Linked DNA regions of Mus musculus: all the other regions are linked to region 2. The links are chromatin contacts, called in public HiCAR-type, Micro-C and promoter capture Hi-C maps. All regions are on one chromosome and are shown on one strand. The core of a region is the stretch at or near the end of the contact, and the rest is flanking DNA. Distances in the headings are between cores, read along the strand shown.

Region 1 (4,361 bases), core at 761-3,260, 1.7 Mb before region 2:
AACATTGACTATAATTTTGGCAGGCATAATCAACTATGGTTATAACAGTTAATCTAATGTGGTATTGGCAACGACTTTACAGCAGACACACTCTGACACAAAAATCCAAATGACTCATTTGGGTTTCTTCCAGGATGAACAATTGTACCTTAATCTTTCCTTGCCACAGTTGGAAAATCATGAACAAAAATACACATCAGAACTAGGAAACCATGGGCGAAGAGCATGGGCGTTCAAGTCAGAAGTTTGTACATCAAAACTCCACCTCGATTATCTCTAATCTATTTGTCTTTAGATATTTGCTTAAAATACCCAGTTTAGTTTCTTCTTCTAGAGAAATAGTGGAAATAATAGTACATATAAGACTCTCAGACAGTGTCACTAAGTGCTTATGATTCTTGGACATTATGTGGGCTCAATAAATAGGAGTCAATACTGTCTTCTAATCAGATGGTTACAATTCAGGTATTCTGCTACACAAGGACAGCAAACTCATTTCTTATTATGTTTATGGCACTTTGCTTTCTAATTGACAGATACAGGTTGTGGCGAAGATTAGCCACAAATAAAACATCTACAAGACAAAAGTTTCTCCTTATATTTAAACTCACACCTGGAACATACCACCACACTTCTTTGTGTTCTCCAAGAATTGATCTCAAATCAGGTTCCCCTAGGATGAAAAGGAAAATCACCCAGTCTTAATTTTTTTGTCTTTAATTTTATTCAATACAGAATAAATTCAAACTTTGCATATTCTTCTACCTGTCATGTCACTATGATCTCCCAATATTATCCTAGTATTATCTCCCAATATATCCCTGCTGATACCTCTTCTAGAACCATGTGTGCCTCTGTCATACACTCCTTCCTTTTCCATCCCCCACTTCTTATTCGCCAAGTCCTGCATCATCAAGAAGCATTTTCTTCCTCTTATGCTCCTTTTGAATCTCTTTTAAACCACTGGAGCCCAAATGAAAGGCAACCTCTTCCACAAAGCATACTAGGATTGTTCTAAGGAAAGAGTAAGTTTCAAGACGTCAGGAAGCTCTGAGTTAGGCTAGAACTTTTACAAAGCAGCCTCTCAATTCTATCTATTGGTGTTAATCAGATTTTGCTGGAAGCCCTTAATATGCTCCAGGTTTTTAAATGGTCCAATTTGCCCTCTACCCTCACTAGAACACTGTACTGAACCTTAATTGTGTATTTCTCAAAAGTAAGATTCTTTTTTTTTCTGCTTCCTATCCCTTCTGGAAATTGAAGGACACCTTTTCCACTCCAATGACTAGTTGAAAAAGGCCAGTAAAAAGAGATGAGCCAAGAGAAAGAGATTGAGAGAGAGAAAGAGAGAGAGAGAACACCTCATTATCAGGAAGCAGAAATGGAAATTGACAGAAAATCAAGCCCTGGGTTTAGCAAGGAATTTCCACTCGCCTAGAGGAAACGGGGGTGCAGGGTGGGGTCGAGTGGGGTTTGTGTGTGTACTTGCAGTGGTAGGTGCTCAGAGCTGAGCAACAAATTAAAGGCGGGAACAGAGCACCCAACTCCTGCCTGAAGGGGAATCCAGATGCCACTTTTTGGAGGCTCTCTCATCCTAAGAAGGAGCCTGCGCTGGGTGGTGGGGAGAGGGGCGGGTGGAGGTAGGAAATAAGAGAAGAGTTGGGAGGAGGGGGGACGTGCTTGTGCTTTGGATGCTAAGGCAACTGGTGCCTGCCCCCCAACTCCAGTCAAGGCACCCACCACCCATGAAGAAGCGGGCTGGGCGGAGTTAGGCGCCAAAGATTGCGGCCCCGGAAGCACCCTCCTCCCTAGACCCCCTCGGTCCCACAGTCCCCGGCCACTGCCACTCGGGCTTTCTGCCTCGCTGACCTCCAGCTCCCCGGCTACCGAAGCGCTACTCCTTAAACAGCCGCGGAAAATCGGACCCGCTCGGAAGTTCCTGGACCCGGAGTGCCCTCAGGGTGGGGTGTGCCCCACAACTGTCTTCCCAACCGTGCACCTTCTACTAGATGGCCTAGGCCAGGCAATGGGGCCCAATAGCTGGACTCTAACCTACCAGGTGACTATTGAAGCCTCTCCCATTGGCTAGGGCATCAGAGAACCGCGAGGCCCGAGCATGTGTCTTCATGGGAAATGTAGTTTGAGGTCACAGGAAACTGTTATTCCTCAGAAGTATCCAATATTTGCTTAGGTATCAAGGGATGCTAGAGGATTCTGGGAGATGAAGTCAAAATGCTTTCTTCTAGATACCCACAATTCCTCTCACACCAAGCTTCCTGAAAACCCTGAGTTGAAATACAGGACAGTGTTATGGGTATTGTAGTTTAGTGTGCAAGGACCCTCAAGCTTAGGTATAGAGAGCTTGTAGAGACAGATAAATGTTCGAGATTCTTTTGAATACTAGAAAAGTATTTATGTTTTGAGAAAGAATGTTTGCATTGCATTATAATTTGACATTTTCATTTGAAGTCTGAGTATGGTTGATTTTTTTGTTTAAGGAAGAATGCTGCTATCTAGCCTAGAACTGGCTTTGAATTAAGAATCCTACTGCCTAAGCCTCTTCAAATGCATAATTAAACACATGTGCTATGAACATATACATTTCCGTTTTGTTAAGATTAAATTTTTAATTAAAAATATACCTTGTAAAAGTTTGCCTTTTGTTAGAGTCATTAGAAAACTAGGTACTTCTAATTGGGAATTATATTTTCCTTTAGGACTTGTCATAATTAAATATGTAAATGTGATGTGGAGATACCAAAAGAAATCTACTAAATAGATAGGCAGTTAAGCTGTATTCTTGTATTGAAGATTGATGGCTTTGCCATATACTAGTATAATGCTATAGCTCATAACAGATGCACAATACAACTAGAAAAATATCTTACATATCTTCAAGAAAACATCTTTTAAGTAAAACTATGTAACAAGAGACCAGTAAATAAATGGGTGGATAAACACCAGTAGACCCAACTTCATAAAAGACACATTAGATCTAAAAACACATACTAATGCAAACACATTTAAAGTAGGTGACCTTAAAACCCCACTCCCACCAAAAAGCAGGACGAAAACTAAACAGAGAATTTCTAGAGTTTACACAACATCAAAAATCAAATAGACTGAACAGACATCTACAGAAATTACACTCAGACACTAAAGAGTACATATTCTTCTCATCAGCCCATGGAAACTTCTACAAAATTAACATGTTAGGACACAAATCAAGACTGAACAAACAAAGAAAAGAAAATTTGAAATAATATCCTACATTTTATTGAATCACAGTAGAATAAGGGTAGATATTAACAGCAATAGAAACTATAAGAAATACACAAACTCAAAAAAGCAAAACACACTACTGGATGATAATTTGGTCAAAAAACTCAAGGAGACAAATTTTTAATTCTTAGAATTGATGGAAAAGGAAAACAACACATCAAAACAAATAGCACATGATAAAGGCTAGGCTAAGGGGAAGTTTTATAGCACTAAGTGCCTACATTAAAAGCAAAAGAAAACAGAGAGCCAGGTGTGGTGGTCCACATCTTTCTCAGTACTAAGGATGTAGAAGCAGGCAAGCCTCTATGAATTCAAAGTTTGACTGCTTTTCATAATGAGTTCCAAGCCAGCCAAAGATACATAGTGAGACTGTGTTTCAAAGCAAACAAACATTAAGGGATTGTAAATTAATTAAAAGAAAGAGAAAGATGATACAAATTAATAAAATTAGAGATGAAAGGGGAGAAATTACAACAGATAGTGAGGAAATTCAGGGAATCATGAGGACATTACAAATTCGTGTTCCACTAAAAAGAAAAATCTAAAATAAGTGGATAAACTTCTAGATACATATGACTTACCAACCTTAAGCTAAGGTGAAGTAATATAAAGAAACACATAGCAACCAATGAATTATAAGCAGGAATAATAAATCTCCCTGCTAAAAAATTCCCAAGACCAGATAGATTCAGCACAGAATACTACCTGTCCATTAAAGAAGAACTAATATCAATACTCCTTTCATCATCCCATAAAATAGGGAAGGAAAGAACGTTTCCAAATTATTTTTATAAAATCAGTGTTACCCTTATTCTAAAAAGGTGATAAATAAATCCAGACCAATCTCCCTGATGAACATAGATGAAAATACTCAATAAAATATCTAGATAGCTGCCCATCAAAAAGTTATCCAGGAATACTAATCAGGTGTACGCTCAGTGATTCATTAAGTATATCTGATTGGTCCCTTTATATTACTTACTTCGTTTTAGCTCGTTTGGTAAGTCATATGTATCTAGAAGTTTATCCACTCATTTTAGATTTTTCTTTTTAGTGGAATATGAATTTGTAAAATTCAA
Region 2 (4,711 bases), core at 1,727-4,226:
TTCTCGGGCAGGGATGAATAGTTCATTTGCCTGACGATCTCAGCAAAAAGTTCATCCACCATTGATTTACTTTTTGCTGACGTTTCCATGAAAGGACAGCCCCATTCTTGAGCCAGAGCTCTGCCTTCGGAAGACATAACCTCTCTCTCTGGTTCCAGATCCACTTTGTTTCCCACTAGGATGAGTGGGACTTTCTCGTATCTCTTCACTCTCACAATCTGATCTCTCATTGGCTTGATATCCTAGTGAAGCAATCACAAAGGGAAAGAACACAATTAGACTTTTGCATTACCACAGCTGACACCTTTCAAAATCAGAAAAATCACTACTTGGTGACTCTACAAAGCTAAAGTCACATCTGGAAATAAAGACAACAGTAGCATTTTCCCCTGGTGACATGGGAACGAGATGGGTTGCACTAGCTGTGCCTTTTGCATCAGAAATATAAAACTCAAGCTGTGCACCAACCTTAAGACTCCTCTAACCCCACCCCCACCTTCAGTCTACTTCGATTAAAGAATCATGTCCCCAAATATGAACATACACATGTTTGGCCAGCCCCCTAAACCTGCCTGTTGTCACCATTCCTTGTACCACCTGTTATCCCAGCACAGGACTGCAGCATGGATGGAACTCCTAGTCATTTAACAAGAGGGCTTAAGGGAAAGTGGTTTAAAGACAAGGGGAAAAGGAGAGAGGGAGAGGGAGAGAGAGAGAGAGAGGCAGAAAGAGACAGAGACAGACACCACTCGATGCTTAGAAATCCAGTTTTAAGATTCATAGACATAAATATCTCATTTTACATTGGTTACTAAGTGCTTAGCGTTGTAATAGCAAACAACTGTGGTAACAGTGAACTCAGCCCAAGAAGGTCAAGGCATCAGGGGTCTGGGTGAGAAGTCAGACATGGCTTCTTCCATGTTTGCTTGCCTTCTGATTTGTCCACACATATATTGCATGGGAATAACTGTAGTTCATTACTAAAGATCACAGCATTAGCTATGTTTCAGTAACATCAATTTCCGCAGAGAATGGTTTTGATATAGGAATTTTATAGGGTTAGCCAGCATTGCTTTTTTTTTTCCTGTATGTGTCCTGTAACTTAAAGAGTTGCCTTATATATAAATATATATATATTTGACTAATTACAGTAAACAAAACATTCATACACAGGTCAAATATACCAATTCAATCTTGTCTGAACTGTTAAGCTGCTTTTCTGGGTTTCCTTATGGAACAACAAGTGTACCTAAGCACACCAACTTTTGCCTCAAAGGAACCCGAGTCTCTGCTGAAATAATGTCAGAGTTCCATACTCCGTACTTATGGCTATAACAGAAGAGGATACAGTGGAAATGGTATGAAACACCTTTGAAAAGACCAGAAGAGTCTGCTGAATGAAAAACAAATCTTTCGAGGATCCCTTAGAAGGAAAATACCTGTCAAATAATACCCTCAGCACTTCTGGGGGAAATGCTTTATGCTACTTTTGTTTGGAATGTGAGTCTACCTAGCATGTTCTTTGGAGTCATTTGCCCAGAACTTATACTCTTTACAAAGAAGTTCTTGAAGTTGTTGTATAAGGTTACCAGAAAAATTCATACATAGCACTTTAACTTCAACTCCCAAAGAATGTGAAACTAGCACATTACTCTGGCTAAGGCACTTAATATTTCTTAAGTAAGCAACATTAAGTGCATACCTTTAAATGCAGAAAAAAAATCCGTTTCCTAAATCAATGGAGGTCAATATAACGGGTCAATATAAGGTCATTTATTTTCAAGGAATAAATAGCAACAATTAGTGCATCTCTTAAAATAACGTTAACTTCAGTCTAGTTCCCGGTGAGGGATGGAGGGATTTTCTGAAGCAACTGGACCAGATCCAGGTTGGCTACCCCACTGGGCTAAGAAATCTGCGTTCCCAGTCCCACATATTTTTCTGTAAGTATAGGCTACGATGGCAGAAACGATATGGCTCGACGGGAGAAAAGGAGAGTCATCCTTGCTTTCTGTGGGTTAGGAATCCTAGGTACTAGTCTTTTAGAGCAGCAACTTCCCCTTTCGGCTGCATTCCCCTAAGAAAAATGCCAAGAAAGCAGGCCTAGCCCGCATTTTGCACCACTGAGATTTAGGCTTCAAGCTGAGGACCTTAGGAGCTAGGAGAGCAGGGGGAAGGAAAAGCAGGCACACAGGTTTTAGCTCAGTGTACGAGAGAATGGACTTCAAACAATTTCGCCCAGCCCACCGTGCTCCGCACTTGAGGTTATCTACGGAAGGTTTTGTGAACACGTTAATCGATACTTGTTGAAGTGAATAAACAACTTCAGGTTGTACCGTAGGGCTAAAAATACTCAGGCTGACCTATTTCCTTTTCACTTTTCTTTTCCTTAAAAATAACTTTAAAATATTTGTCGATGTCTGTTACTTTAGCACTCTCTACAGAAACAATCCAGGGCTTTTCCATACCATGCCAAACTTTCAAAAGCCAAACACGCTCATTAACGCACAGCTCAAGCAAATGAGAAGTACATGTAGGATTACCACACCCCCTTCAAAGAAATTACAAGACTTGGTTTGATTACCTGAAAAGACTGTTGATTAACCAAACTATACACCAGGATGAAACCTTGGCCGTTCTTGATGTACAGATCTCTCATGGAGGCAAACTGCTCGGTTCCTGCGGTGTCCAGGATTTCCAGTACTGACGGGGAAGAGTCCACTTCGATCTCTTTGCGGTAGAAATCTTCAATGGTGGGGTCATATTTCTCAATGAAAGTCCCGGTGACAAACTGCACGGTGAGGGCAGATTTGCCAACCCCTCCGCTCCCTAACACCACTACCTTGTATTCCCTCATGAGTCTCACCTTCACCAACTCCTTACCCAAGGGGGGGAAAAAATAACACCCCGCTAGCTGCGCTGCGGCAAGGCCAGGCGGAAGGTGGGCGGAAATGTGCGAACTGGGGAGGAGAGTGCGGAGAGAGGCGGAGGGCCCGACCGGGGACGAGGAGGAAGTTCCAGGAGGGGGAGGGGAAAAGAGCCAAGTGTCGTCGGGTGGGTGGGGATGGGATGCTGATGCCCTTCCTATAGGAACCCAGGGCGGCCTGGGGGGCGTGGGGAGGAGGGCGCGCCGGCGAGCGTCCGAGCGACGGTTGGGGGGAGCCGCGGCGCACCCCCACGCGGGAAGGGGCGGGGGCCTGGCGGCCGGGGGCTGCCCGCCACCCCTCCCCCCCGCCCTGCGCGCACACACACACAAAGGGGCCCGGGGTCCCCGCTTCCTGCCGGCGCCGCTGCCTGCCGAGCCGGCCCGAAGCCTCCGGGCCCCGCCGCGCGCGCGCGCGCGCTCGCTCGCTCGCTATCGCTGGGGCGGGGTCTCTGGGCCCCCAGGGTCCCGCGGAGCTCGTGTGACCTGTAACGGGGGGGGGGGGGGAGGGGAACGGGGAAGAGGGAAGAAGGGGACGCGCGTTAGGTGTTGCCTGACCTCCACGCTGGCGCCCGCAGCCGCCACCTCTGCCGCCGCTTACCCTGCTGTCCTGGCCACACGCTCCCAGCCGCCCGGGAGGCTAAGTCAAGCCAAGGCCATGGCCACCGGGCCGCCCGGGCCCTGCTGCTAGCGGAAGGACGGGGAAGGGGCGGGGGCGGACCGGCGGCGGCGGTGGCGGCGGCGGTGGCCGCAGGGACTCCGGTTGAACCCACCTCTTTTTTTTTTTCCTCCCCTACCCCCCACCCCCCACCCCCCACCCCCAATATAAACCCGGAAGGGTTTCCCTGACACACTGGCTGAGGTGCCCCAATTCCCCGAGACTGGACGCGTTCACTTCCGGTGGGGAAAGTCCCACCTCTTCTTCGGGGCGAGCCGGGTGGCGCTAGGGCCGCGCCCTGCCGAGCGCCGAGAGAGCGAGCGAGCCGGGCCGCCCGGCCGGGTTACAGGTCGGGGCAATGGCCTTGAGAAAGGGCGCTTCGGGGAAACCTTCAGCTCCAGCCTTCACGCCCTGAGCGGTCGGCCATATGGCTCGACCCCGGGCCCGCCCAAGTCCCTAGGCTTCTAGGTGTCGAGCAGCTGCTTCTGAGGACCTGATTCCCTCCCTGGCCCGAGACCGCCAGCCAATAATCTAAGTGCTGAGAACACCAGATATCCCTCGGCTGGAAGTTACTGGGAAAATAAAACAGTTTAGGAAGTTAATTCTCTTAGCTATTATTTCTTTCCACTTGATATGTTTCCGAAGCAAAGTATGCAAAGGACCCTTAGAGTTGGTGTGGGCTCTTGATTTTTGAAGGTGCTGTTTTAGTCATGTATGGCACTCTGTACTTTATCAGTTGGCACATTTGCCTCACCTCCCTCAGCAAATATGAAACTTTAAAAAAATATATCACAAGGCTCAAAGGGATCAGCAGTGCAAGTAGACTTTATGGTGGACTATTCAGTTTTGTTCCAACTATTTCCAACTACTACACAGCAGAAATGGTAACCGATATCGAAAGGTGATTGCAAATGGTTAGGCCTGTGGAATAATTTCATTTCGTCTTTTTATCATCTGCAACGCATAACAAACTGCCCACCTGGCTGTTGCACAGTGAAGCCTTGTTTTAAAGGCCTTCGTTCATAGCCTTGAAATTCAAAAGCAAATAATAACTCTAACTTCTATTTTTAGAGAAAATTGTTGATGCTAATTTTCTATTTGTGAACTTTATCCATGGGCCACACGACCGG
Region 3 (4,875 bases), core at 1,022-3,521, 1.8 Mb after region 2:
TGAAACACAGACCAAGGTAATCTTCTCCCATCCTCCCCACCCTCCCCCCAACCTCAGCTCCACCAGGAATATAGTAATAGGGTGGAATTACTTTAAAAGATTTGCAACTTCACATGAAATAAAGGTTTGGCATGATTGATCTTAAGATTCCAAATCCTGTTTTCCATCAGTGTAGTCATATTTACATTTTTTAGGATAGTAATGGAATTATGGAGCAAGATAATGATAGCCACAATTTTTTTCCTGGGGGAGTTACTTCGTCCTGTGCTGTTCTAAGGACTTGAAACTGATTAATTCACTCTTCACAGAACTCTTATGAGTGAGATACAACTACTTCCATTGCGCAAATGGGGAATCTAACACATAGAGCAATCAAGAAAGACTCCTTTATTTTATTAGTAATGGATGCCATAGCAAGCAGAAGTAAATGGAGCCCTTTGAAGACAAGGAAAGCCACTGATTAAAAACGGGGCAATTTGGAAATTTAGTATCAAGAAGCTCATGGAATCCCACAGGCCAATTCTGTCAGGGTCTTTAATAAAACACACAGTGACATGAGACATCTACCTTGTTGACTTTGGTTCTCTAAGGAGGCAAAGGCAGCCAGAGAACAGGGCCTGGGGGCATCTGAATGCAGCCTTGCCGGTTCCCAGACACCTGTTAGATCCGGTTCCCAAGGTTTGAATTTTCAAAAAGTAGCTCCGGTATTGTTCCCAAGTCACTCACCTGTTAGGTCTTTTAAATTAGATTGTAACTTTTAAAATGAACTTAAACCATCTTTCCCTGGAGACCCCAGAGCCGTCATTTCCCTTTCTTTCTCTTGCTATCTGGTGCCCGCAAAACCCCGTGTTTCACAGCCTCCAGTCTCAGCCCGGCATGGGCTATAAAATTTACACTGTGCAACCGACTAATCAAAGCCTGAGGAGACCATTTATTTGTTCCACAAAATAGCATGTTTAGAATAAATAATATGATTAAGGAGGCGGGGTTTTGTCACCCAAGAAACCCCTCGAAAGTTGTGAGGAAGCTTTAAAACTTAAAGAGAAAATTTGGGTGACTGGGGAAAGCGAGTGATTTTTTTTTTCCATTTTTTATTAGGTATTTAGCTCATTTACATTTCCAATGCTATACCAAAAGTCCCCCATATCCACCCACCCCCACTCCCCTGCCCACCCACTCCCCCTTTTTGGCCCTGGTGTTCCCCTGTACTGGGGCATATAAAGTTTGCAAGTCCAATGGGCCTCTCTTTCCAGTGATGGCCGACTAGGCCATCTTTTGATATATATGCAGCTAGAGTCAAGAGCTCCGGGGTACTGGTTAGTTCATAATGTTGTTCCACCTATAGGGTTGCAGATCCCTTTAGCTCCTTGGCTACTTTCTCTAGCTCCTCCATTGGGAGCCCTATGATCCATCCATTAGCTGACTGTGAGCATCCACTTCTGTGTTTGCTAGGCCCCGGCATAGTCTCACAAGAGACAGCTACATCTGGGTCCTTTCAATAAAATCTTGCTAGTGTATGCAATGGTGTCAGCGTTTGGATGCTGATTATGGGGTGGAGTGATTTTTTTTTTTAACCCTTGAGTATAGTGTAAACTAGTTGTCCTCAACGTTTTTACATTCAAATGGGTTCAAGAACAACTTAGGCAAATTCTTGAGTGATAAATGGAGACAATATGGATGGAGAGACAGGCCTCATTTTTTACACAGGTAGAGCCAGGTTCTGACTCAAGGTTCTTTTTAGTGCTTTGCCTAATGTAGAACTTCTGGCTAAGCCATTGGACTGACCTTCGACAGGTACATAAGGTAGAGATGGGGATATGATGCAACTCCCACATTATTAGCAACCCTGACTCCAACCTAAGGTCTTCCAAAGCGAATCCTCCATAACATCCTGTTACTAAATACCAAATCTAGGGGATTAACCCTATGCAACTGCCTCTCCATTTCTCCACAGTCGGTGGTCACATAGCCTTGAGAATCTCCCACATCTAGTCTAATAGTCCCAGCGGTGCATGGGTTTGCCTAGCATTTTCTTGACCTTTCCTATTCTGACTCAGCGTCTTCTCCCTGCTTTCCTATCTCTTGCCTGGCAGAAGCCACCACAGTGGCCGCCCTACCGGGCATGCTCAGTGCTCTGGTCCGGCCTTGACTCCCTGACTAGCAGCAGTACTCAACCTGCAGCGACCGGTTCCTTCAGTGCCCGGTCCCTTTAAATCCATCCGCCTGGTTGCTAGGCAACAGTGCGGCCCGCGCTGGAGCTGCACTGCAGAGGCTCTGCCCCGGGCCAGCCTGGCCGGGTCGTGGTGGCTAGCACTGAACAAGGGGCTGCCTCCTGTCGGTAGTGACCGGCTTCGGGGAAGAGTGGACAGGGCTCTCCAACCGCACCCGCGCTTCCAGGTATGTCTGTGTAAGGGACATCCCGGGTTCCCCTGGCGCGCCCCTCTTTACCCCCTGACTCTCCCAGCAAGAGGGCGGAAAACCAAGGAAGTCCCAGCAGCAGGTTTTTTTTTTTTTCTCTTGAGAGCCCCAGGCTGGAGCTAGCGTGTGTTTGGAAAGAAAAGAAACAGGGCGTGGGAAAGGGGTTGTGGACAGAGAAGTGGGGTCAAGCTTATCCATTCACCCACTAGCTACAGGATCTGGACTGGGAGGTGAAAAGAGTCACCTGCAGTGGGGGTTCTAACAACATCTTGTTCCTGGCCACCTTCTTTTCCATAGAAGCAAGGATGGCAGGAGTTTCAGTTAACCATTCACAGAGAAAAATCCCCAAACTATGCATATAAAGATACAGCTTTATAGCAAGAATGTGACTCCCATAGTAATAAAGTCTAAGCCTTGGGAACTCAGGGGACTCCGTATCTTTTCTTCAAGAAGGGATAATTTCACACTAATAACAAAGAATTGAGGATCATAGCCACACACAGTGCTGAGTTTTCGGTGGCACTTTGTTTCTCTCTCCATATTGCCTAAACAATAGAAGGGACATTCTGTCCAGGGAAGTGGGCACTTGACCCATATGTTAGAACCCTGAAAGATGAAAGCAAAAAAAAAAAAAAAAAAAAAGCGGGACCATTTCTCTGTGTCATGTTTTTACAAATTAACTCTACTCGAAGGAGGGAAGCCAGGCCTAGGTTCCAGCCCTGTGACTCTTGGTAGGCACATTGTAATCAGCAAGCTTCTGTCTCCACCACAGGTGGCTTGTCTGTTCAATACATGCTCAGGGTAAAGAGATAACCGTGGTGAATGCAGTATCAGTGTGGTTCTTGCCCCACTTGACATTTGTATTGCCCGAGGAAGGAAGACGGTAGCATAACACTTGGAAAAATGGGCTGAAAACTTAGAAAGAGAAATGACTTCTGTCTGGTGCCACATTGCAGATAGACCCACAGACATTGTAGGTGTAGCATCTGTGACTTGAATGGACACTTCAGAGAATAACATGGGTTTGGGACATTCTTTAAATTATATTTCCTGTAGGGAGGTGGGGGTGGTGGTGGTGAACTGTTTTTTCCAGCTCAAGCTGGAGGAGACCAGTGACATCCGGTCTAAGACCTTGGACCTCAGGAAGGGTAAGTACAGTTGTTCTGGTTGTTATCTCATCCTGGGAGTTCAGAAGCTCAGAGTCTTGCCCAACATAAACCTTCAACTTTGTAAGCAAAGCATCACTCATCCCTGTCAGCACGCTTCCAAGACGGCCTCATAAACGTTCAAAAGAAAAGTGCCCTGAAGACTTGAGCTAAGTCAAATAAACTTCAGGGGAAACATGAAAGCCCTTGCCTTAAAATGTCATCCCGCGAAGTTCGTAAGCTAGGGAGGACAGTAGAGATTTTCCTTTTTCCTTCTTAAAAACAAAACCCCAAAATAACTCAGTTAAAAATCATTGTTACCAGATACCAGTGTGACCAATATACTTAGCTTCAGGTCTCAATGCTCACCGATGGTAACAGAAAAAGGGAATATGACAGATAGATGTGAAGTGGGGGAGAAAAATGAATTTACTTAATAGTTTTGGAGAGAAAAATCTCTGCTTTTCCCAAACAAAGCCAGTGTGACAGGTTCTAGACACAGCAGGGAATCTCCATATGTAGATTTAGCTGTGAGCCCCAGGTTACTGCTGTCAGGGATCAGAGTGCTTGAGGAGGGCCATTTGCTGTTAACCACCTGTGAAGTAGGTTCCTTATCCCGGTTCCTTACCTTAAGAATCTGCAGCTTCCGGGAAGGCGAGTCTTGAGCGGTTCTGAAAGGTGAGCAGCAGCGTAGCTTGCCACAACCTGCACTTAACCCTTTCTCCAGATTTCCCCTTTCTAGCCTGCCCTCAATGTTGTCTAGTAAGGCATAGCTGGGGCTGCACACAGCTCACTTGGGGTTTCATTTTGTTACTGAGTGGTTTTTTACAACCTAGTGAAAGAGGCTGGGGAATGAAAAAGGTACCCTCAAGGAACCAGGTCAGAATCTTCTGCTTCCTGCCGGAAAGCAACGGGAATAGGGGGAAAGTTACAACTCTTTCTTACTTTTTTTTTTCCTTTTTTTGAGACAGTCTCACTCCGTATCCCTGGCTGCCCTTAACTCATTATGTAGACCAGGCTATCCTTAATTCACTATGTAGACCAGGCTGGCCTCAAAATTACAGAGATCTACCTCCTGAGTACTGGGATTAAAGGCATGCACTGCCATGCCTAGCTGAGGAAAATATTTTCTTTTCCTATTTTGGCTGAGCAGTTTTTTTTTTTCCCCTTGAGAGTCAAAAGAGTGGAAAACATCCAAAGATAAAGAGAGGGGGCTTTTTGGGCTGAGGGGTTGGGAGGATTTTGTTCTCATCTGATGGTCCTTGGGCAATGACTGAAAGTCAGGACTTGTTTTGTTTTGTTTTTCCACACA
Region 4 (4,775 bases), core at 297-2,796, 1.9 Mb after region 2:
AACTTGGGAGATGGTGGTGGAAGGCCTCTGATTTACATACAGTTTAAATGGAATACTCATTGTGGATCTTCCTATGCAAATCTCTAGTCACTACCTTAAAGAGTAACCGCAGGCAAAGGGCAGTGGAAGCAGGTGGATCTTTTAAGAGTGAAGGCAAGGTAGGGCAAAGCAACTGGTGCCCGATGCTTCTACAGCACAGGAGAGATGTGAAGTAAGGGGGGGGGAGCACAGGTCTAGGTGCTAAAATCAGGACAGATAGATAACTCAGCACCTGCACTACAGAAAGATACCTTAAAGCTAAATGATTGATTTGTAGGTCCTCATTGAGTTCCATGTGAATGAATCAATGTTACACCACTATGATTACTGGTTTCTTGTGCAATGAAATTTAAGGTTGACCTTGAAAAGAAAAAAAAACCCATAAAGATTGATGGAACAACATGTAAAAACATTGGATCCAGAGTGTAAATTCACTCCCATTGCAGGAAACATGGCTAAATCAGACAGCTTTTTAAAGCCTCGCTGGTTCGTTAGATTTTTTTTTCTTTTTAAAAAATGGTTTCCCCTCACAGAGGCCAGAAGAAAATAACAAAAGTTGACCCTCACATAAAGTATACTATGTCCCCAGACATTAATGTGATTTGTACATATTAACTCATTTCTCACAACATTTTGTGAGGGAGACCATTGCGTTCTCCATTTTAGAATTGATAAGTCTGAGGGACGAGAGGTAATACAACGTGATCAAGGTCACAGAGCTAGAAGTGAGGGAGCTGAGAGTCACAGTCAGGAGTATGCCTCCAATAAGCTAAGAGAGAAAGGGAGGGAGGGAGAGAGAGAAAGAGAGAGAGAGAGAGCGCGCACTGGTTTAGGTATGTAGCTCATTTGTGTGGAATATAAAGAAAATCACTCATCTTTTTTGATTATGGCAACTCCAGCATTTACAAAGAGTCAGCCAGCTATTACGGTAATACATGCTTCAGTTGCATCCTTAGTCTTCTTCACAATAAACTTGGAAGGTATTTCATCCTCATTTCCAAGACATTCCGTCCTCCTCCTCCAAAAAAAAAAAAAAAAAAAAAAAAAAAAAGGTTGAGTGATTAAAACGATTAGCCCAAAGACGGCCATGCAAATAAGAAAACTGCACTGGGAGCTCTTTGCCGGCAGTGAAATCAGGCGAAAGGAGGACCCCACAGGGATGCCAGGAGAGTACAATGAAATAATGGATGTAAAAAGGCCTCGACGAACAAGTGCAAGGGCTAAGGCCTGTGCATTTGCTTCGCGGGAAAACCGGTTCCCCAGGACCTGGTCCCAGGCTTTCTGGCCCCAACCCAACGCCTTCTCCTCCCAGTGCCTAGCTTTCTCTTCAAATCTCTTTCTCCGTCTCCTCCACTCCTGCCCCCCAAGCCTCAGCCGGGCGGCAGAGCGGAGAATAGAAGGTCCGCGCGCGAGCAGGAGGCGGGGCACCCCGAACCTTTCGAGGGGCCGGTCTGCGCGCGTGCGCCGTCCTTCGGCGGCTTCAACCGCCCCGGCTCGGTGGCCAATCAGAGTGCCCGGCGCGCTCGAGACGTCTCAACGTCCTGTGGGTCGTGTGCGTACGGAGGGAGGCAACGTAAGGGCGCTCGGCGAGCCCGTCTCTCCTCGAATGAAAGGAAACTACCCCTGGCGACAGAGCCCCGCTCTTCGGCAGTGCCGGAGAACCGACTCCCGCCTTCCCCGTCTTCCCTCGTGGGCGCTGTCCTCCCTTCGCCCAGCCGTGAGCCCCACTGGTGAGTTCCCCGCGGTAGCCAGGGGCCCCCCATTCTCTCTCTGGCGGGAGAAGACGAAGAGGATGGCGGTGGCCAGGCCGCCGCCCCTGCCCGTTGTTACGGGGGGGACTGGCGGTGGTCTCCTTCATTGTCAGGGACCCCCAGAGGCGCCGCGCATTGTCGGTGCTCCCTACAGAGGCTGGCGACCTAGTGCCGTGGGGGCGCTGAGGGACATGTTAGGCGGCAGCCTAGACTTCGGGGGAGGGGGCTTCACATCGGAGGAGAGAAATACTGGGATGGGGGCTTCAAAAAAAAAAAAACTCTGCTGACGCTTAGATGGTTTCAGTGGTAAGGAGGGTGACTACTTCCGAAGTGTAAGAGAAAAAAAAAATGGTTAGGATGGCATGAGGGTAAGCCTTACGGAATGAGGGGGAGAAAAAGAAAAACTCCCCAGTAAGGGGAATCGGGCGAAAGTGATGGATAAGGAGATGCTTCGGAGTCAGGTCCTTAGAGGACGAACTCCTGGGGAAGGGAGGAGTGTGAAGAAGGTGATATTTTCCTGAATTCCAGAGACTTGGCCAAGGACAATCGGAGGGGGGGGGGACCCCGACTTTCTGGCTGAAAGGAACCTACTGAAGTGTTGGGAAGGAAGAGACTTTTTCGAGTTTATCCAGCGCCTTGGTTAGAGGGAGATCTAGGAGGCTAGTGTGCGATTGGGGAATACATAACGGAGAGAATCCGCTCTGTTTCCTGCCTGGTCCTTTATTACATGGGCGAACAGCACGGCGTTCTTTTGCAGTTTCTATTCGTTTCGATATTCTGTGTGAAAGTGAAAAACAAATCTTTTGATGTTTGAAAAGCCTTTAATTTTCCTCTGGTTCCTACGTAATATCGGGTCTTATTCATACAGTTCAAATTTCTTCACTACCCTTTGGCTTGAAACAACTGGAAAATTCCTTTAGTTTCCTTTTGAATAACCGCAAAAAAAAAAAAAAAAAAAGCAGTGCGAAGCATGTAATAATATCGTGCAACCAAATTCAGGTGCCCTTCCGGTACATTTCCTATTCATTTATTTCTCTTCACTGCAACTTTGCTGAGAGAAAGACCGTGTTATCTTTGGAGGATCGCACTTATATCTGTGAATTTCAACTGGCTTGCATGCGGAAGGTTTTTCATCTTCCGGAACTGCAGTTTTGTTTTGTTTGTTTTTTTCGGTAGAAAACGTTCTTTTAAGATACTAGCCATTGACTAAGCTCTCGAGTTGGTTCTCGAATGCCCTCCTTGGTCATCCAGGTGGTTTCTACCTCGATGCTTCACAGCATCTTGGAAAATCGGAAATGCATTCATTGTTTCAGCGGGGTTTCTTTTTCAGACATTTAAACTGTATTTCCCATAAAATTACTGTTGTTTCTTTCACCTTTACACATTATCCATAATGTTACCTTTCTTTGAAACATCTCATTGTTGGGTTAAAGTATTGAACTTTGAGCTTTGCCTGTTCTTGAAAAACCTTTAAATTAAAACGAAAGCGCTCAATAGATGTTTTTGAGCCCCATAAGTAATGCTGATTGAATGTCCTTATTCTGCTTAACCCTAGACCACAAGTGTGACAGTAGTAGATAAAAATCTGTATTTTTTTTGATAGACAGTTTTGCTAGGCGTCATTGTTTCCATGATGGGCTCTGCTGCTGCATGGTTTATAAGGCAGATGTAAAAAATCAGCAAGCTCTGCACACATGCATTATTTGAATTTTAGTGGAAAAATCCAATTAGTCATTGCATAGCAAGGCAAATTTTTAATCGTTTGTTGCACATTTGTGTGTTTCTGTTCACTTTCAAATAAAATATAAATTACCAAGAAATGTGTGAATGCTTTACAATGCAAAGTAAGTATATGTGTGTATGTATGTGTGTGTGTGAAAATATATATATATATATATATATATATATATATATATATATATATATATATATATATATTCTCTTTTAGATTTTGGAATCTTTGGTATCTAGAAAAGCAGGTTCTGAAAATTAAGATGAAAAAATACACTGTTTGTTAGTTAAAAGAGGCAATAGTGAATAAAGATAGAATGGAGCGGGGTACCATTTCAGATTCAATTTGGGGAATAAAGGATGATTTTCCCTCTAAGAATTTTGCTTATCTTCAGCCATTTTTTAAAAGCTAGTGCTGGGATTGTTTAGAAACAACACATTAAAGATGCCTATGAAGATAAGATTTGTAATGTAGCATCTTTTCAGCTGCCCCGGCTGACCTGGAGAAATGCTGAATACATACATCATGGTGACTTAACAGTGCCTATAATTCATTGCATGGTAGTAAAGAAAACACATTTAGAACTCCAGTAGCAGATCTGGGTGCTATTTATGAATCTTGGTGTTTTTGCATAGCTCTAAAAACTGGAGCAGCTATATTTTTCATAAAGCAAGTGGACATATACTTGCCAGAGCAAATGCAAACACACTTCCTCTTTTGTTTCTTTTGTTTCTCTGCTTTCTTCTTTTTTTTTTTTTAATGCTAAAAGCTTTGCTGCCTATTTCCAATTAGTTTCAGGGTTTATAGCCAGTGTTCTGAAATCAGTATTACTGAGAAGTACCCCATGGCACTTGGAAGACTGGGGTATTTAAAATTATAGGTAGCATTAAGAGTTTGTTAAAATCAGCAAAGGAGAGACAGCAAAACCTTTGAAGTCTCGTTCAAAAGCAAATAGTGGATATAAATTAATGAGAAGAAATGTTTTCTTTGTGGCTTCATATTACTTTACATCCTGATGATCCTCCGTGAATGGCTCTGAATGGCGCATTACCTTGCTGCTGCTGCTGCTGCTGTTACTGCTGCTGCTGCTGCTGAAGAGATGCTTCTCAGAGAGTTACCAACTAGTTAGTGAGCCATGTCTCTAAGCACAATGTCCTGAGAATATTTAAATGTATATAAATGGCAATAACTGAATAAACTAATTTGAAGACAGACGTTTGAGATTCTATTGATTGTGATGAGTGTTATGCCAA
Region 5 (4,642 bases), core at 2,103-4,602, 1.1 Mb after region 2:
GGCTTGATCTCCTACCCTTCTTGTTGCTTCTGTGAATACTTCACATAGCAGGCAAACCAAAAAAAAAAATTTTGGCCAATGAAAGCTATTACAGATGCTGTGTGATCATGGCACGTGGACTGGCCATTAAGTATTGGAGTCAAGCATGTTTACTTCCTCCCTGACACCAACAAGAGAACATCAAGATGGTCCCAACTATGACCTATAACTGTGAGTCCTTCAGAACAGCAAATCTGCTCACAGTCTTTCTAGACTAGAAGTGCAAGGGTATCAAGAATAAAACTTCAAGAAGTAGGGTATGGTATATCTCATGGGTAAGAGTGCTTGTCTAACATGTACAAAGCCCTAGATTCAATCCTCATTATTCTTTCCAAACAAAATAAAACATTACACCTGGATAAGCCTAGGGTTCAGTGAACTAATCCTATAGACATTGCAACCCGCTACCTGTAAAATCATCTCTGGCTTTGAAGAAAATACATACTTCTTCTCCCAAGTAAAGTGCATGGTAACTAATTCATCAGATCTAGGCTCATGCCAAGTCATTGACTTCCCCAGAACTGCCTCCCCAAATGGTCAAAATGATTTAAGGATAGTCCCCAAAAGGTGAGGCTGATGCGAGCACCTGGAGAGGCCAGGGTGATGGTAAAGACTACCCTGCTTCTAGACCAGCCATCAAAAGGTATTCACTGGGGTCTGTCTGTGTTGTGACAGTGTCCTAGACTCAAATGAATGCCTCTAACACTCCACATTTTTGAGCCATTCAGTCATGCATTTTTGTTATTGTTGAAAGTGGTGCGAAATTGCACTGCATGAGCTAAAGTCCTTGGTGGTCTTCCAAGGATTCCAGCTAAAAAGGCACTTCCTTTGTTCCTCAGGAGAATGCAGTCCAGTAGGTCACTGAAAGGGGGAAATAAAAGCAGCAGCCCTGGGAGGGAGATGAAGGACAAGACAAAAAGAATAAAATGTTTTGGGTGTGAGCACATTAGCTTCCATTTCCTGCTGCTGGGCACTAATAACTCCCTATCTTTTTTGGGGGGTCCAGATAGACATTTATACAAAGATGTACCTCAGGTATCTTCAGTGCCCGTGACAATCAAAGGGAACACCCATCGTCCCTGACCATCACCTTCCCAAATTCCTTGTCCATCAGACTGATGGCTGGGGATGCTGCCATCTCTAGAGACTGCACACCACAAACCTGAAGTACCTGGGGAGGGTGATTTCATAGCCCTCGGCCAAAATGCCTCTAGACCATCTCAGAGGCACATATTGTTTGTACAGGCACATGGAAACTTGTCACTGTCCCATTAAGTGCATAGCTGCATGCCTCCCTTCAGAATGTGGGAATGACAACTGTAACCTTCACGCCAATCATCTCTGAAGCACCCAGGCTCGAGCCGTGCAGGGCACAAAGACCTCAGGTCTGACCTGCAGAGCTCCCAAGCTTCTGCGGCTGCCGGTTCAATTCTCTTTTGCTGGCAGGGCAGGAGGAAGAGGGAAAAGAAAGGGGGCTTTTCAGAGCTCTACAACCAATAAAATCATGAGTCTGGGAGGACATACTTGAGTTCCCAAAAAGACAGGCAGCTGAAGGGCAAACAGCCTTTCATCAGTAGCCTGTGAGTTACTTGACAACTGCCAAGGTGCAGTGGACGCCTGGGCTACTACCAACAATTTCTTCAGTTCTATTTCTAGATGGAGCCCGATTACACTCTGAAAGTACCCAGCCACTTCCCTCAATTACTTTTGTAGTTTATATGTAATTGATGACCACACTTAATCTCCGAGGTTATTAATAGCCTTCCAAAAGATGACCCCCAAGTCTTCTAAAGCTTTTGGAAGCGCCTGGTTAAAATTACAGTATTTCCTTTGCTGGCTGCTGGCCCCCTGCCTGCCCCACCCGGGCAACCAGTACAGCGAGGCAAAGGCGCACTCTGCACACTTCCATGAATGGTTCGGAATGGAGATTTGGCCTTCGGGGCTCGAATCTCTAACGCCTCCGTTAGGTTAAGCTGGCCAAAAGCCAGTTAGATTCGTAGCTCCTTCAGAGTCTCCAGGGTGAACAAGCTACCTGTGCCGTTTCGGCCGCCAGCCCGCAGGGCTGTGCGCAACAGTTGGCGGCTTCAAAAATCTAGTACAACAGGGAAGGAGGACTAGCCCAGGCACTGCCACCAGCGGGCCTGGAGACCTCGGGAGCAGGAGGGGAGGGCATACCTGATGCAGCCTCCCCAGCGCTCTAGGAGGACTTCCCCCAAATACCATACACAACCCCCCGCAACCCCCCCAGCGCTGAAATCCGGTGAACTTTTTCAGAGGCAAAGCCATCTTCATTTGCATAACCATCTCCAAACTGAGATTTAGGTTTCCTGTAATCAGTCCTTTCAAAGGTCTGTAATTGAAAGTGCAATTAACCCTTAAAATGAGGTGAGAAAAGAGAAAAGGAAGGGAAATACCCGTTTTATCCAACACCTTCCGGAAAGCTGGAGACTTCCCAAAAGTCGGGATTTGAAGGAGTAAGAAGAGTTCGCTTTTTAAAGGTGACTTCTAAAGCCCTTGCAGCTCCTAAAAACTAAACCGTGTCAGCGGTGGAAGAGAGGCGGCGGGGAGAGGAATTTTAGGAGACCGTCAATGAGCGGCTCATTCAAGTCTCACGTTTTGCGCCCCTAGGAATCTGCAAACTCCAGGAGGTTCCCCACCCCGCCCCCACTCGGCCTCGTCGTCACCCACACAACAAAGCGGGGAACCCAGTAAAGAATTCAACCCGGAAAAGGCGAGAGAGCCCAAGCCACGCACGTTGAGGGCCAGAGTCCCTAGTGGCTTCCCGGGAGTGAGAGGGCTGGGGTGGGGGGCAGCAGCAAAGGACCTGGGTGGCACTGAATAAACCGGCGGCGCCCCTCCACTCGCGGTGCCCGCTCAAAGCCGGGGCTGGCTCTCCTGCCTGCCCGTTTCTCCCTCTCGGCTACCTGATGCGGCGTGGGGGGGGGCGCCCCTTTTCCCGGGGTGCCCACCGCTCGGTAATGGGGAGAGTGCAGGATTCCCACCTACCGTTGATCTCATAGAGGGGGGCATCATTCTTGTTGAAGCCTTTGGACACGTAGAGACGTCGCACTTCCGAGCAACTTTTCGACTTGAGCTCCGCAGCCAGCAGCGAGGCGCTGAGCGCGGCCAGGGTGCAGAGGAGCGCGAGCAAGCCTAAGCGTGCCATGGTGCGGACCCTGACGGACGCGCTCCCACCTTTAGGGGACAGAATGAGACCCGATGGAAAGCAGCGCTGCGGAGCGGGCGGAGAGGCGCGGAGTGAACACTCACGAGCGGAGCGAGAACCGGGGAGTTGAAGTTGGTAGTGAAGGAGGAGGAGGAGGAGGAGGAGGAGGGCAGGAGGAGGAGACGCGGGCGAAAAGTGGAGCTGGGCCTCGAGTCAGGCAACGGTCCCCGGTGCCAGGCGCCCAGCCGGGGTGCGGTACGAGGAAAAAGGCGTGGAATGGGCGCGGGACCCAAGGGACTAGGGAGAGGATCCGTGACCTCGGGACTCCGAAGGCTAGAGAACCCGGGCCAGCTAGCCAGGGGCGGAGGGGCTCAGGGAAGGAAGGGAAGGTGGCAGGCGTCGCAGAAGAGCAGAGTGTGGGCGGCGTCGGCGGGCGATCGCTGGCGCGGGGCTTCAGCCACCCGGCGCTGCTCCGCTCACCCAGCCCGGCTCAGCTCACTGCCCTCGGCCGCACGGCTGTGCCCTTCTCAGCTCTGCCGCTGATTGACTGGCCCGGCTCGCACAGCGAGGCTCCGCAAACTTGGCCAAGCGGGGCGGCCCTAAGGGAGGGAGGGGGCGGGCATGAGGGGGGGGGCGAGCCCGAGACAGGCGGGAGCACGCAGGGCCGGGCCGGGAGAAAACCTGGAAGCTGGGTTGGATCTGGAGCGGGCCAAATCCACTTCCTAGGGGGCCCGCACGGGGCGCGCGGCGCTCCCTCTTGCGACACGCCCTGCTGGGCTCCTCCCTCCTGCCCTCCTCTTCAGAGGCGGGGAACCTGCCCCCCGCCCCCCCCCCCAGCAAGAGAGGAAAGGGCAGTTTCTTCCCGCTTAAGGGGCCAAGTCTCAAGAGATCCTGGTGATCTGGATCTTGGGGCCTTGAGCCCCTGTCTGAGCCACAAGCCTTTCTCCACAGCCACTTGACAGGCTATCCCCATGGGCCTGAGCAGCACTTAGCCCTCCAGCCCCAATACCAGCCTCGCTGCTTCTACCCAGCATCCAGGGCCACTTCTAACCAACACCTGGGCAAGGAAGGCACACTCACATACTGGCATTGCTTTGATCCAAACAACGCGGGGTGGGGGCCGGGGGACCTGGAACTCACAGCTGGGCTGAGAGGCTCACCTAGCCCCCCTTGACCCATCACAGTGTTCCCCCAAGAGCACAAGCTAGCCCCTAACTCTAGCAATCATCTTCTCACCTGCTTCATCCCCACACACTGTTCAACGCACGCTCACACCCTAAGTTCTGCAATAAATATACACAAACTCTGAAACTGACCAGAAAACAATCACTGAACCTCAAGGAGATGGAGCTAAATCAAGGTTGCTCAGAAAAACTTTTGGCCCCACACTGCCCTGTGTAGGGTATAGGAATTGACACCCCACAGAAAGAAAGAAAC

What was found. Promoter capture Hi-C pulls out the DNA fragments that hold promoters and counts their contacts. A called contact is a pair of places that touch in the nucleus more often than the background predicts. HiCAR-type assays count read pairs that join an accessible place to other places.
Region 1: a contact with region 2 is called in a HiCAR-type map of astrocytes, with 6 times the contacts expected there. The contact joins the promoter of Enox2 here to the promoter of Rap2c in region 2. A contact is called at or near these places in 2 of 39 promoter capture datasets (liver and pre-B cells), 1 of 115 datasets of contacts at active chromatin or transcription factors (astrocytes) and 1 of 9 other capture datasets (liver).
Region 3: a contact with region 2 is called in a promoter capture Hi-C map of hippocampal neurons, with 4 times the contacts expected there. The contact joins the promoter of Ccdc160 here to the promoter of Rap2c in region 2.
Region 4: a contact with region 2 is called in a promoter capture Hi-C map of erythroid cells, with 51 times the contacts expected there. The contact joins the promoter of Phf6 here to the promoter of Rap2c in region 2. A contact is called at or near these places in 3 of 39 promoter capture datasets (erythroid cells, liver and pre-B cells), 2 of 484 Hi-C or Micro-C datasets (CD4 T cells and cerebral cortex), 2 of 115 datasets of contacts at active chromatin or transcription factors (astrocytes and cardiomyocytes) and 2 of 9 other capture datasets (adipose tissue and liver).
Region 5: a Micro-C map of embryonic stem cells shows a contact between it and region 2, with 6 times the contacts expected there. The contact joins the promoter of Gpc4 here to the promoter of Rap2c in region 2. A contact is called at or near these places in 1 of 39 promoter capture datasets (liver) and 1 of 484 Hi-C or Micro-C datasets (embryonic stem cells).

What each region holds. Positions count from the first base shown.
Region 1 is chrX:49,286,232-49,290,592 of GRCm38.p6, forward strand. It overlaps Enox2 (ecto-NOX disulfide-thiol exchanger 2), which reads right to left and starts at 2,011. Exons shown (of 16, transcript NM_001271447.1): 1 at 1,870-2,011; 2 at 614-673. Gm39513 (a long non-coding RNA gene) reads left to right here and starts at 685. Exons shown (of 2, transcript XR_882305.2): 1 at 685-2,059.
Region 2 is chrX:51,015,042-51,019,752 of GRCm38.p6, forward strand. It overlaps Rap2c (RAP2C, member of RAS oncogene family), which reads right to left and starts at 2,977. Exons shown (of 3, transcript NM_172413.2): 1 at 2,585-2,977; 2 at 1-242. The coding sequence starts at 2,857.
Region 3 is chrX:52,788,929-52,793,803 of GRCm38.p6, forward strand. It overlaps Ccdc160 (coiled-coil domain containing 160), which reads left to right and starts at 2,272. Exons shown (of 2, transcript NM_001034059.1): 1 at 2,272-2,397.
Region 4 is chrX:52,910,668-52,915,442 of GRCm38.p6, forward strand. It overlaps Phf6 (PHD finger protein 6), which reads left to right and starts at 1,547. Exons shown (of 11, transcript NM_027642.2): 1 at 1,547-1,769.
Region 5 is chrX:52,161,571-52,166,212 of GRCm38.p6, forward strand. It overlaps Gpc4 (glypican 4), which reads right to left and starts at 3,353. Exons shown (of 9, transcript NM_008150.2): 1 at 3,046-3,353. The coding sequence starts at 3,205.